Regions from separate parts of the Bombyx mori genome. Here region 1 is linked to region 2. Evidence: chromatin contacts called from public Hi-C data. All regions are on one chromosome and are shown on one strand. The core of a region is the stretch at or near the end of the contact, and the rest is flanking DNA. Distances in the headings are between cores, read along the strand shown. Region 1 holds the start of LOC101736084 (MAP7 domain-containing protein 1). Region 2 overlaps LOC101736084 (MAP7 domain-containing protein 1).

Region 1 (5,351 bases), core at 2,827-5,326, 42 kb after region 2:
GTAATCGAATACTGAAGTGAATGAATTTGTTACCAATATTTATTACGAAAATAACTTAGCTATGAAAAATATTACTTTTCTTCAGAACATTCCCATTCCACGGAATACATGACGTAAATACATAGATTACGAGAGAAACCATTCACTGCTAAAATCACGAGCATTGTTTACGTCCGCCCTAGTTGAGTTTTTTAAATATTACCTATACATCTAATGTGGGTTTTTCTTTAATTTCTTTTGGGAAACGACAGAAAATGGAAACCCATAAGTGTAAATACCTATCATCGTCACATCCGAGATCATGGACACTGATTGCATCAGAGAAAACAGAGTAAATTCCTGCTATAAGTAATCGAGGGCTGTAGAAATAATCATGGTTTGAAATTGGGCGTGTGGGATATTCTAAGATATTTACTTACAAATAAAATTAAGGTTTCTCTTTGAGATTTTTTTTGATAAATAAATAGTTGTTAAGGTTGTGTAAACAATATGCTTCTAAAAGCCTTAGAACCCATGAATGCTGTCTAAATTTCATCAGAACCAAGACTGAATTAAAAAAATAAAATCGAATGTGAATTTGTAGATATATTGTTGTAAAACAAAGCTTCGACAAAAATTGGTTTAAAAAACTATATGTTTTTTTTTTATACCATTAAGTATGTTAATTCTGACTACAAAACTCTTGATTTTAGTTCATTTTCCTACAGGACTTGACATTTTAAAATAATTTTCTAGTTAGACATTTGTATATACTTACATTAGTAAGAAGTTATAAAATGCACTTGAAAAAAATAAATTCAATTTAAATAACTATTAAAATCAATTTAAAAAATTTTAAACATGCAAAAGTTTAAAATTTCGCACACAGTTACATTTGAACAACTTTAAACTATATTACATAGCTACGGTATGAGCTAAACAAATTTGCATATAAAATAATTAGCCAAGGCAACCGTTTTGGACAGGATGACACCTACACAAACACAATCAAGGTGTTTCTTGTATTGTATTTTGGTTATTTTGAAGGTTAAATCTGCTTGTGTTTGAATTATGACAATTAAAACGGTAAGCAGCGGCTTGGGTCTGGCATTGCTGAAGTCCATGGGCGACGATAACCACTTAACATCAGGAGGGCCGTACGCTCGCCTACTAAGGCATTAAATAAATAAAAAATTTGAGTTTGGAGGCTTACAGCTCTCTCATAGGTTAGCTATAACGATTGCTCACGGACATCAACAATGGTTATGGCTGTTGAAGAAGCATCTATCAGATGCAGAGCACTGTGGCAATGCAAGGCATAGTTCATTCCGGAACTGGAAGACATATGGCCAAACTGATAAATCGACAGTACATATCATCAATTTATCGATTGATCAACCTACTAACTAGGACCGCTTTAGCAGTAGCGGTGCTTCTGCTTCTGTTTTAGCACTAGTGCAGTAGGTCTGCAGTATCGAGGGTAGTGCTGTGATAAAAATGAGTTGACGGGTCCATTTCAAACATTTCCTCAGAACACTATCCATTTAACAAATGATACAAAACATGAATAACACCAAATATTCTGTATAGAGTCATAAGTTTTAGACACTGTGAGATGGGGATTATCTGAATTTGGTTTTTGACTGGTAAGTCTGGCTAAGTCTAGTTTTTAAATTGTTATGGTCGGACATTGATAATTTCATGTATCTCTAAAATTAATAAGACTAACAATCTGTATTCTGTATATGTAAGTGAAATAATGAAAACAATAGAAATGATAATCTGTACTGTTCGTTATGATATTGTGATAGTGGCATGTTATTAATTTGCCTACATTAAGGCATAAAAATGATTTGTTTTCTACAATTCTCGTTAATCAACTTTAAATACTGAGGATTTTATAGTAAACTCACTCAGATCAACGTGGTGCTTCCACCATTTTGAATTAGTGTAGATTCATTGATTTGGATGTTTGAATATTCTGTGTGTTTTCTGGACAGAAATACACTGAAGAAATGTATTTATACATAAAAACACCACTTACACACATCAACAGAGCAAAGGGAAATAGCAAATCATTTATATTTGTTTTAAAACAGTAATCAATCAATCAGATCGAGTTCAAAAACAAAATAGCATAAATTAAAACAGCATTTATATGCTTCATAATGAACCTAAGTGCAGTCCGACTTTTACTAACCAGCAATTTAAAGATATCAAAAGGTAAATGAAAAGATAGTATCAAAAGTGTATACAGGCTGCAAACCTTGGGTAATAATGAACAAAATTCATATTACATATTAAGGATTTCAGTAGTTCTGAATTTATGAGCAATGAGAGAGTGGTAAGCACGGCCACAAAAAAAAAAAACCTGATCACCTAATTGTTCAGTCGGAAAACATCTGTCAGAACACAATCTGTTTACACAATAGAAAATGTATTGCGCCTTATTCTATATTTATTTACACACAAAAAGTAATAAATAGCGGTGAGATTTTAGATTCAATATCAACTAAGACTACACTCAGAATACCCATTTATTTCACAGGAACAGGCCCAGCACAAGAAAAATACAAAACAAAACCTACACAAAATATTATGCTGATTTCTGTAGCAAATTGTAGTTACTTCGAAGGCCTCAAAGATTTTTACTGTGAAAAAATCGCAATCCTTACTAGTTTTGTTTAAATTAGTTTTACATTGTCAAGACTTCAGAAACACAAAGAGTATTTTAAGATGATACATACTGAGTGGTCATCATAAAAAAATTATCTGTCATGGAAAACTGCTGATAACTGACTTAAAAAAAATATTGAAATTCCCAATTCCATTTTTTTAATGCTACCTAAGAACTCTACGATTGATAAACGGATTCTGGCATTTATAAAAATTACTAATGGTATACTTTCAAATTAATGTCTTTAGAAAATTGATAAAAGTCAATTCAGTTATTAACTTCTAAATAAATTTAAAAAAATAGCCAATGTATTATTTGTATCAACAAATTTGAATTGAATTTTCTATCTTCACATTTGTTAGCGTTATACGTTTCCTTTACTTTTTTATCTCTTACTTGAATTTGATTTATGAATCTAGATCCTTGCTTCTCTTATGTTCCTATTTAAATATATTTTTCAATATTTGAGCAAAAATTGTAGTGTATATACTTGTACTACTTATATACTTTGTGGTATCATTACATTTACATATAGCTTTCTCATGATTATGTTATTAAGCTAAGTTGGTTTTATTGATTTAAATATATGCTAGTTTCTTTTGTGCTTCCAAACATTACAGTTTATCAATATTTCAATGTAATACTTTTAATCTTTTTTATCATTTATAGATTGTAGGCAATTACCCTGTAGGTGCTGATGTATTTTTGATTCATTGCCTATGCATTATACATTAAATAAAATAGATAATATGTTATCTGTTTCATATACTCTGATAAGATTCTGTCAGAATCAGGTGCAAGTTTTATGCAAAATATTAGAATATGTACATATATTTACGTCAGTCGTATGTAGACTATGACTCAAATATCTGCATCATCAAGTCAACAAGATATTTATTGGACGTCAGCAAAATGAAACCGCTCAAACTGAAGAGAAAATTTACAGTAAAATCGACATTCGTCACCAAAAAAAACAACACAATGTTGAAAAAGATCACGAAGTACTCAATTGACATTTGGAGGATTCAATCATTTTGGACACATTCCTGACTACGCACCGTCTGGCAAGCATTTTTCTAATAATAGAACATACCACGACGTTAAAAAGACATCCAAATATAGGTAAAAAACAAAACACTGGACCGAATATTACACTAGACGTTCTCGAAAGCGGTACCAAACCGCGACGTGGGGCCACGACACGGTTAGGGTTACATGATTTTTCAATCACATTTTATCACTAGTTCAACACATTTTCAACTATAATTGCACATATACCTTTGCTTTCAGCGGTTTCGTTAATATTTCTCACGTCATCAACCATCTTGCTGGATGACAGTCACTCACTAAACACTTTTTATTCGAACATATTTCGAAAACTCATACTTTGGTTCACTATTTTCAGCCAGTCAACGAGCAATCTATACAACGACACTTCGTTCCGTTCACTACCAAATGCCAAACCAAACAGCCAACGAGTAAGGATGACGGAACAGAAAGACTACGATGGCGACGAACGACCTTCATTCGTTTGTTAAATATTATCGATGATGTCGTCATCGACTACTTAAAAATTTTAATTATTTATGATTTAATTGTGCATTAAAAAAAATGCTATTACAACTGGAATACGTTCCATTTTATACTTAGTTTGACTGTTATTTTCCAAATCCCAAAATATTTTAAATGACGACGCAATGACATTCTCCTCTGTACACTCATCAGTCATTATTGTCAAGCTGTTAAATTGATATTAATTAAAACTTTTTTTAATTAATTAAATGTGCCCTTCGCATTTAACCCAATATTTATGGTCTGTAATATAACAAAAAAAACAAAAACGATTCTTTAAAAATTAACTGTTATTTAAAATGAAACTTGCGCCATCTAGTGTAGAAATAGACATTTTAGAATGCCATCTAGTGTCATCTTCTTATATTTCTAGTTTAAATTTTGCTATGGGCTACAAGATGTCTTACAGCAGAGCATTTTTTGAGCAAAATTTTGAAACATTTTGTGATGTTTGCTATCAGTGTTAAACTATGATGTGTGTATTATGGAGGGTAGAGGTGAGGAGAAGCGTCTTTGTGTGTGACAGTGTCCGTTAAAATCAGCTATATAAGGGTGGCGCTACAGTAGCAACCGGTTAAATTTAAAAAAAGGCGCTGAAAGTTATTACAATAAGATAGAGAAATGAAAAAAGGACGAAAGAACTGTAAGCACTACAAAATCACAAAAAGTATTTTATTTAGCTGATGAGAAAATGCAATCGATGTCTCCACGTTTTACCATAGCAATAATTTTAGGTTATATTGACGAAATTCGTTTGGACTACGTAAACATGTAAGGCTTGTATATTACATTGTCACTAACTACTCTAGTCATTAAATATATTAAATTTCATAACTCAGCATACTTCAATCAGTTAACAACTGCTCAATTCATATCATACCCTGTGCCTATGTTAGCGCCATTCTGGAGGATTTTGTATGTCAGGTTTAAATGTTTATAACGGTAGTTTATTAACCGTTTGGCATTTGTGAAAGTGCACAATGTAAGGAAATGAAACCAAGTTGCTGGACGTGGGCAAAAAAATCTGAGAATTGAAGTCTCATTAAATAACCAACATTTTAATGAGACTAATTCATCCCATCTCATCTCGCTTTATTTAATTTTATTCGCTTATTATTTTACG
Region 2 (5,595 bases), core at 1,155-3,654:
TTTGCTATAATTAAATAGAGGTAATTCGCAGATTTGGCAAAAAAGAAAAATACGACCAGGGCCCTGAAACTGCGATACTTTGAGACGTTTTTTTTTTTGTATGGAAACTAGCGACACCTTGTAGCGGATACCCCTAAACTTATATGTTAAAGTTAAGGCATTACAATATTGTTGAATTAAACATAGAAAAAAAATATATACTAGTCTTTATTTGGTATAGACAAATTGATCAAGTTTTATCAATTTGTCTTAAGGTCTTAGTTGCCAGATCATAAATTCTCTTAAAATAAAAACAATGAAAAGACCGACTCAGAGGAATTGTAGTCGATGTGTAAGCGTGCTCACCTCTGGGCGTGTTGAGGCCGGTGCCGGCGATGGAGGCGGGGCGCGGGCGGCGCGGCGTGGAGGCGGGGCGGCGCGGCACGGCGGCCTGCGACAGCGCGCTGCCCGGCCGCGAGCCCGGCGTCGTCTCGCCGGAGCGCGGTTCTGTGGCGTCAGTTAGCGACACTCTTTTTTTTTTTTCCTACCTAAGCCGAGAGCCTTGAGAGGCTATATCAGCGTAACCTTAACTAGTAGGTGAGCTCACGGGGCTCAAACCTGATGACGTTGCTAACACGAACCCTAGCAAGAGCCGTGCTTCGCAGAATCTACCACCGGATCGGAAACGCGACCCACTGAGAAGATCCGGCGAGAAACTCAGTGGGCTGCGATACTCTACTACAATACGTACGTAGTACGACTGACAATACGACGTTACGTTCGCTTGTCTTGTGTTGCAGTGAGTGTTGACATTCAAATCAATGTTTTTTTTCTATGTGTTAATACTTTGACACACGCATCGTAAATCATCTTTAGTTAAAACTGAGTTACATTATTATATATTATTATATTACATTATACAACTTGAGACTGTAGATGTAGATGAATAGCAGATGTGATCCGCGGTTTCGTTACTGTTAAACCGAGGCAAATAACTTGAGCGTAGTTCAAAAGCCTGTTTTGTATTGTATTGTGTCAAATTAAGAGTACATATTTCGTTGAAAACAAAGAGAATTTTTCTGACTACCGTCAATGTCAAATCAAATATTTTTAGTCTAATCATTGATTAGAATCCGTAATATACAATTTTAATTTATATTTAAACATACGCCCACACTTGTGGGTGTGTGTGTGTCTAAAATTTTATAAATCACAAAAAATACCAGATAGATTAAAACAATTATTTATCTTAATAACTATATTAATAATTTATGTTTTAAAAAAATAACTCTTACTCAATTACTAATTAGTTCATTTTATTATTATCCATGCTTAGCGTAATGTTGAGTATTACAAGTCACTAAAAGAATTCATGGTTTGCTTTAGTGTGTACATAGTTATTGTTACATTGTTACGGTGTTGATACGTGTTAAAAAAAAACAAAAAATAGAGTATAGTATTGTATCTGAATCATTAGTTTAAATATCTCTTTTTAACAAAGTTGACGTTCAAATATTTTTACTTATTCAATTCATTCAACTACATTACTGTGAAATTCAATCACAGTGCTTAATACTAGCACTGATTTATGGTATCATATTGGTTTATATATTTTCAAGAAATTAGTAAAATTAAATTAATTGTAACCACTAGATAGTTTCACAAGTACATTTCAATTTATTCGACGTATTTAAAATAATACCCAAATCAAAAGTGAATTAAGCATAAAGAAAAACAAAGAAAATTTGTGCACATCCGAACCCTTGTGCGCCAAAAGAAATTAAAAGAAACGGTGCAAATTTAAAAATTCAGTCTTACCTTCACCTTTTAATGACAAGTACCCTAAAATCCAAGGAAGAACATAAGCCCCGAACATAATGCTCACCAATGCGTTGCTGGATAGTGGCTATACACTTAACTTACATTAAGAACGAATTGAGAAAACCGGTTAAAATACAAGAAGAATCTGAAATCATTTTAGCCCTAATACCGGACTGCGAAGGTCCGCTTTTCCCAAAACTCACGTTTGAAGAATCTCATAAAGCAAAGCACTTATTTTAGATACAATTGTTATTCAATGAAACGCCAAACGACCACCCTGTAAAGCGTCGCGTTAGTAACAGTTAAACCGAAAAGTTGTCCCCCCCTTTGAGCGAGATATTCTTTATTAAGACTTGTCACATATTGCGCCAATAATGACGTTTTTGTTTTCGTGACGTCATTGTGGAATGACGAAAAGACCAAGCTGCCCAAGTCGTTGACGTATCAACAGAGGCCGAACCAAACCAACGAAGCGCGCAGCCATCACCCAAAGCGAAGCCATCGTTGAGGCGCAAACAGTTCTTACGGGTCCTGTTGAGATGGTGCATGGAGGGCGACGCCGAGTGTAAGGGCCGGGCTGAGGGCAGACGGTCGAGTCTGGTCATGGAGTGGGCCCTACCTGGCGCGCGGCCCAGCGGCACGGTCGGCACCAGGTCGGTGCGGCGACGCGCCACTGACGTCCACGCCGGCGCCGGCTGCCGGTCCGGCTCGTCTGGAAACCATAAGTTTCCGTCACTTCTTGTGCTACTGTGACCGGGCCAAATGATCTTGCACGATGGTAGCCCGTCAGGTGACCAATGTTAAGATACGGCCACGTTACCCTACCCGTCTGTCTTTTACCTTTGTAAAGCCGCAAGAGTTGAAACAGATGTCTTTTTTTCTGCCTATTCTAGTAACCAGAGGTTATTCTAGAGTCGCCGAACAGCTCACGAGGCTCAAGCGGAGCGTTGCTAGCACTGGCCCTAGCAAGAGCAGTGCTTCGCAGAATCTACCACCGGATCGGAAACGCGACCAACTGAAAAGATCCGGCCAGAAACTCAGTGGGCTGTGTCTATGGGTTAATTTACTCGTCGAGCCCTTCGTCGTAAGCGACGGGTTCGGCGAGGACAGTGACCAGTGCTTGAGGTAAAATGTCTATAGGTCACAGTGAATTCCTGTTTCCTACTATATTTCCAATTAAAAATTGAATTAAAAACCTTATTGTTTTTTTTTCGTTTTGTTGTTTCCTATTTGTTCGTTTGTAATAAAGCATTGGCCACGATACTGATGCACGTTTGTCGAGCATTTAAAATTGTACATCCTAGACAAGGACATTGAAGAATGGCTGTATTTATAACTCAATACATTTATAATGAAAATATCGATACTTACACAAACTCATGACCATCAGTCCTTTGGCGGCACGAAATGAGAAAAACGCATATTAATTAATTTAAACAAATGTTTACGTAGGCGAAGTATCGTGCAAAAAGGCAAAAGCCCGGTTCGCTCGGCTTGCTAGTTTCTCATAAGCTGCTGCATATAGCAAGGTCTACTAAGCTTGTGAATAAGTAAGCAGTATTTCGGCCATAATAATTATGAAGATATCAAGCGACATTGTCAAGATGGTGCATATCCTTTAGTTCGTTTGGGTACATTTGAGTGATAGGGTGTAAATATTTATTTTGCCTATTAATACTATGAATTGTACTATTTTTAATTTCATAAACATTCATCATAATACATTTTATTCGATTTTCGATTGTTATACTTAAAAGGTTTTTATACTCGAATGTTCTGAGACATTTTTGATTTAATTGTATTCGAAACTAACCTTTAGTGTCGGTGTCTGAAGAGTCAAGTTGCAGTGCTGAAGCTCGTCTCGTGAGCGGCGCAGATGTGAACATCACGTTCGTTGTTGATGCCGCCCTGTAATACGCCGAAGAAACATGTGAAAATAGGTTCCATTTAATTAGAGTTACGGCCTGGCCACGGGGATCGGCGGTGCGAACAGCGAAGCGGTGGGCGAGGCGACCATTCGCGCAACACCGTTTGCAGGCCACGGGTACTCACGTTCGCCGCCGCGACTAGTAAGGAAGTCCGACAGCGAAATGTCTATATCGAAATTATCTCGATATTGCTTACAAATTAATAGTTTTTTGGTTCAGGACCTATTATTTGGAAAAGATTGTGAAGTACATGATTTGAATAAGAATCGGAGTATACCTATAGATGGAGAATTCCACAAGAAGTACGAGAAATACTTTGGGTGGCTAGACTTCCAAATAGCTGGTCTAGCTAGTATTTCAGCTATTTTATTTTTTTATTGCTTAGATGGGTGGACGAGCTCACAGCCCACCTTGTGTTAAGTGGTTACTGGAGCCCATAGACATCCACAACGTAAATGCGCCAACCACCTTGAGATATAAGTTCTAAGGTCTCAAGTATAGTTATAATGGCTGCCTCACCCTTCAAACCGAAACGCATTACTACTTCACGGCAGAAATAGGCAGGGTGGTAGTACCCACCCGTGTAGACTCACAAGAGGTCCTACCACCAGTAATTACGCAAATTATTATTTTGAAGATTTCATTTTTATCACACGATGTTATTCCTTCACCGTGGAAATCAATCGTGAACATTTGTTGAGTACGTATTTCATTACAAAAATTGGTACCCGCCTGATATTCGAACACCGGTGCATCGCTCAACACGATTGCACCGGACGTCCGTTAGGCCACGACGACTTTAAAAATATAAAATAAAAAATAAATAAAAAATATAAAAATTTCGGCGTTAATTTTTCGCGGCGAAAACAACTAAACTCATTTAATCACTGCACTATTCGCCGCGACTACCGCTCGACTCCGTGGCTCGCGCCGTCCGTATTCATGCATTTGTTTTGCTCGCCCGCCGCATCGCGCGATTCGCTCGGTACATTTCGCCGGTCGCTTCGCCGGTCGCCGGTGCGCGTGGCTTGTTAGGTACATTTCTATGCGCTTGTTTTAGTCGCTAGACGCTTCGCCGTTCGCACCGCGCGAATATTCGCATCGGCGAATGTCCCGTGGCCAGGCTGTTAAGGCTTATTGTTGCTTGGTTTGTTTTTTAGTACTTTTTTTTAATCAAATAAAAATGACTAGATACTCCTCATAACATAACAGAAAAATAAATAAATAAATATATTATAAAGCTCTTTATTGTGAAATTCGATAAGAACGACATTTCTTCACTACTTTATTTGAAAACACACTAAAATAATTTGAAATTCTCTTAAAACAATTTTATTAATTCACGATCACTCGTACTTGTTCAAGTTATTAAATGATTATATAACGTAACATAAATAAAATATAACTAAATAAATAAATAAATAATTATTCTGAAAGCTTAAAATTTATATTCAGCTGAAATGTGTTCTAGATTTTCTTATATAAATTCATTCCACATGCAATGTTTGCGAAGCAATTTTTTTTTTCGTTCCAACGTCATTCTAGGCAAATATTGGCATCCAGAATTCATGTTAGTTTTTATAGCTTAGGTTAGTTATGCTTTTAAGATTTGAAAGAAAAAAGGAAACAAAATTGAGTTTATTTAATTTTATATAATACTAACAAAAAATTCATAGACAATGTAATAAAGAAACTAATGGAATTATTCTGTAAAAACGTAAACGAACTGCGAATCGTGAATTCATTTTGAATTAAGTTCAATAAACTTGAAAATACGAAGAATCAATATTACACTGTATTTATGCAAAATTAATTGACAAAACATACGATACAGTTAGGGTTGCCACGTTTTTTTTTGCAGATAAAG

Evidence for each region. A called contact is a pair of places that touch in the nucleus more often than the background predicts.
Region 1: a contact with region 2 is called in a Hi-C map of midgut, with 2.7 times the contacts expected there. The contact joins the promoter of LOC101736084 here to the enhancer-like site in region 2. A contact is called at or near these places in 2 of 7 Hi-C or Micro-C datasets (midgut and whole pupa).

The regions. Positions count from the first base shown.
Region 1 is chr7:2,033,439-2,038,789 of ASM3026992v2, forward strand. It overlaps LOC101736084 (MAP7 domain-containing protein 1), which reads right to left and starts at 4,077. Exons shown (of 16, transcript XM_062669326.1): 1 at 3,935-4,077. The coding sequence starts at 3,980. LOC134199130 (a long non-coding RNA gene) reads left to right here and starts at 2,550. Exons shown (of 3, transcript XR_009973483.1): 1 at 2,550-3,778; 2 at 4,062-4,999.
Region 2 is chr7:1,993,432-1,999,026 of ASM3026992v2, forward strand. It overlaps LOC101736084 (MAP7 domain-containing protein 1), which reads right to left. Exons shown (of 16, transcript XM_062669326.1): 4 at 3,614-3,708; 5 at 2,327-2,512. Among protein-coding and RNA genes, the nearest start is that of Mir3252, 17 kb to the right of the region's middle. Within about 2 kb of position 2,405, at least 4 of the 8 cell types and tissues checked have open chromatin away from gene starts, as enhancers often do.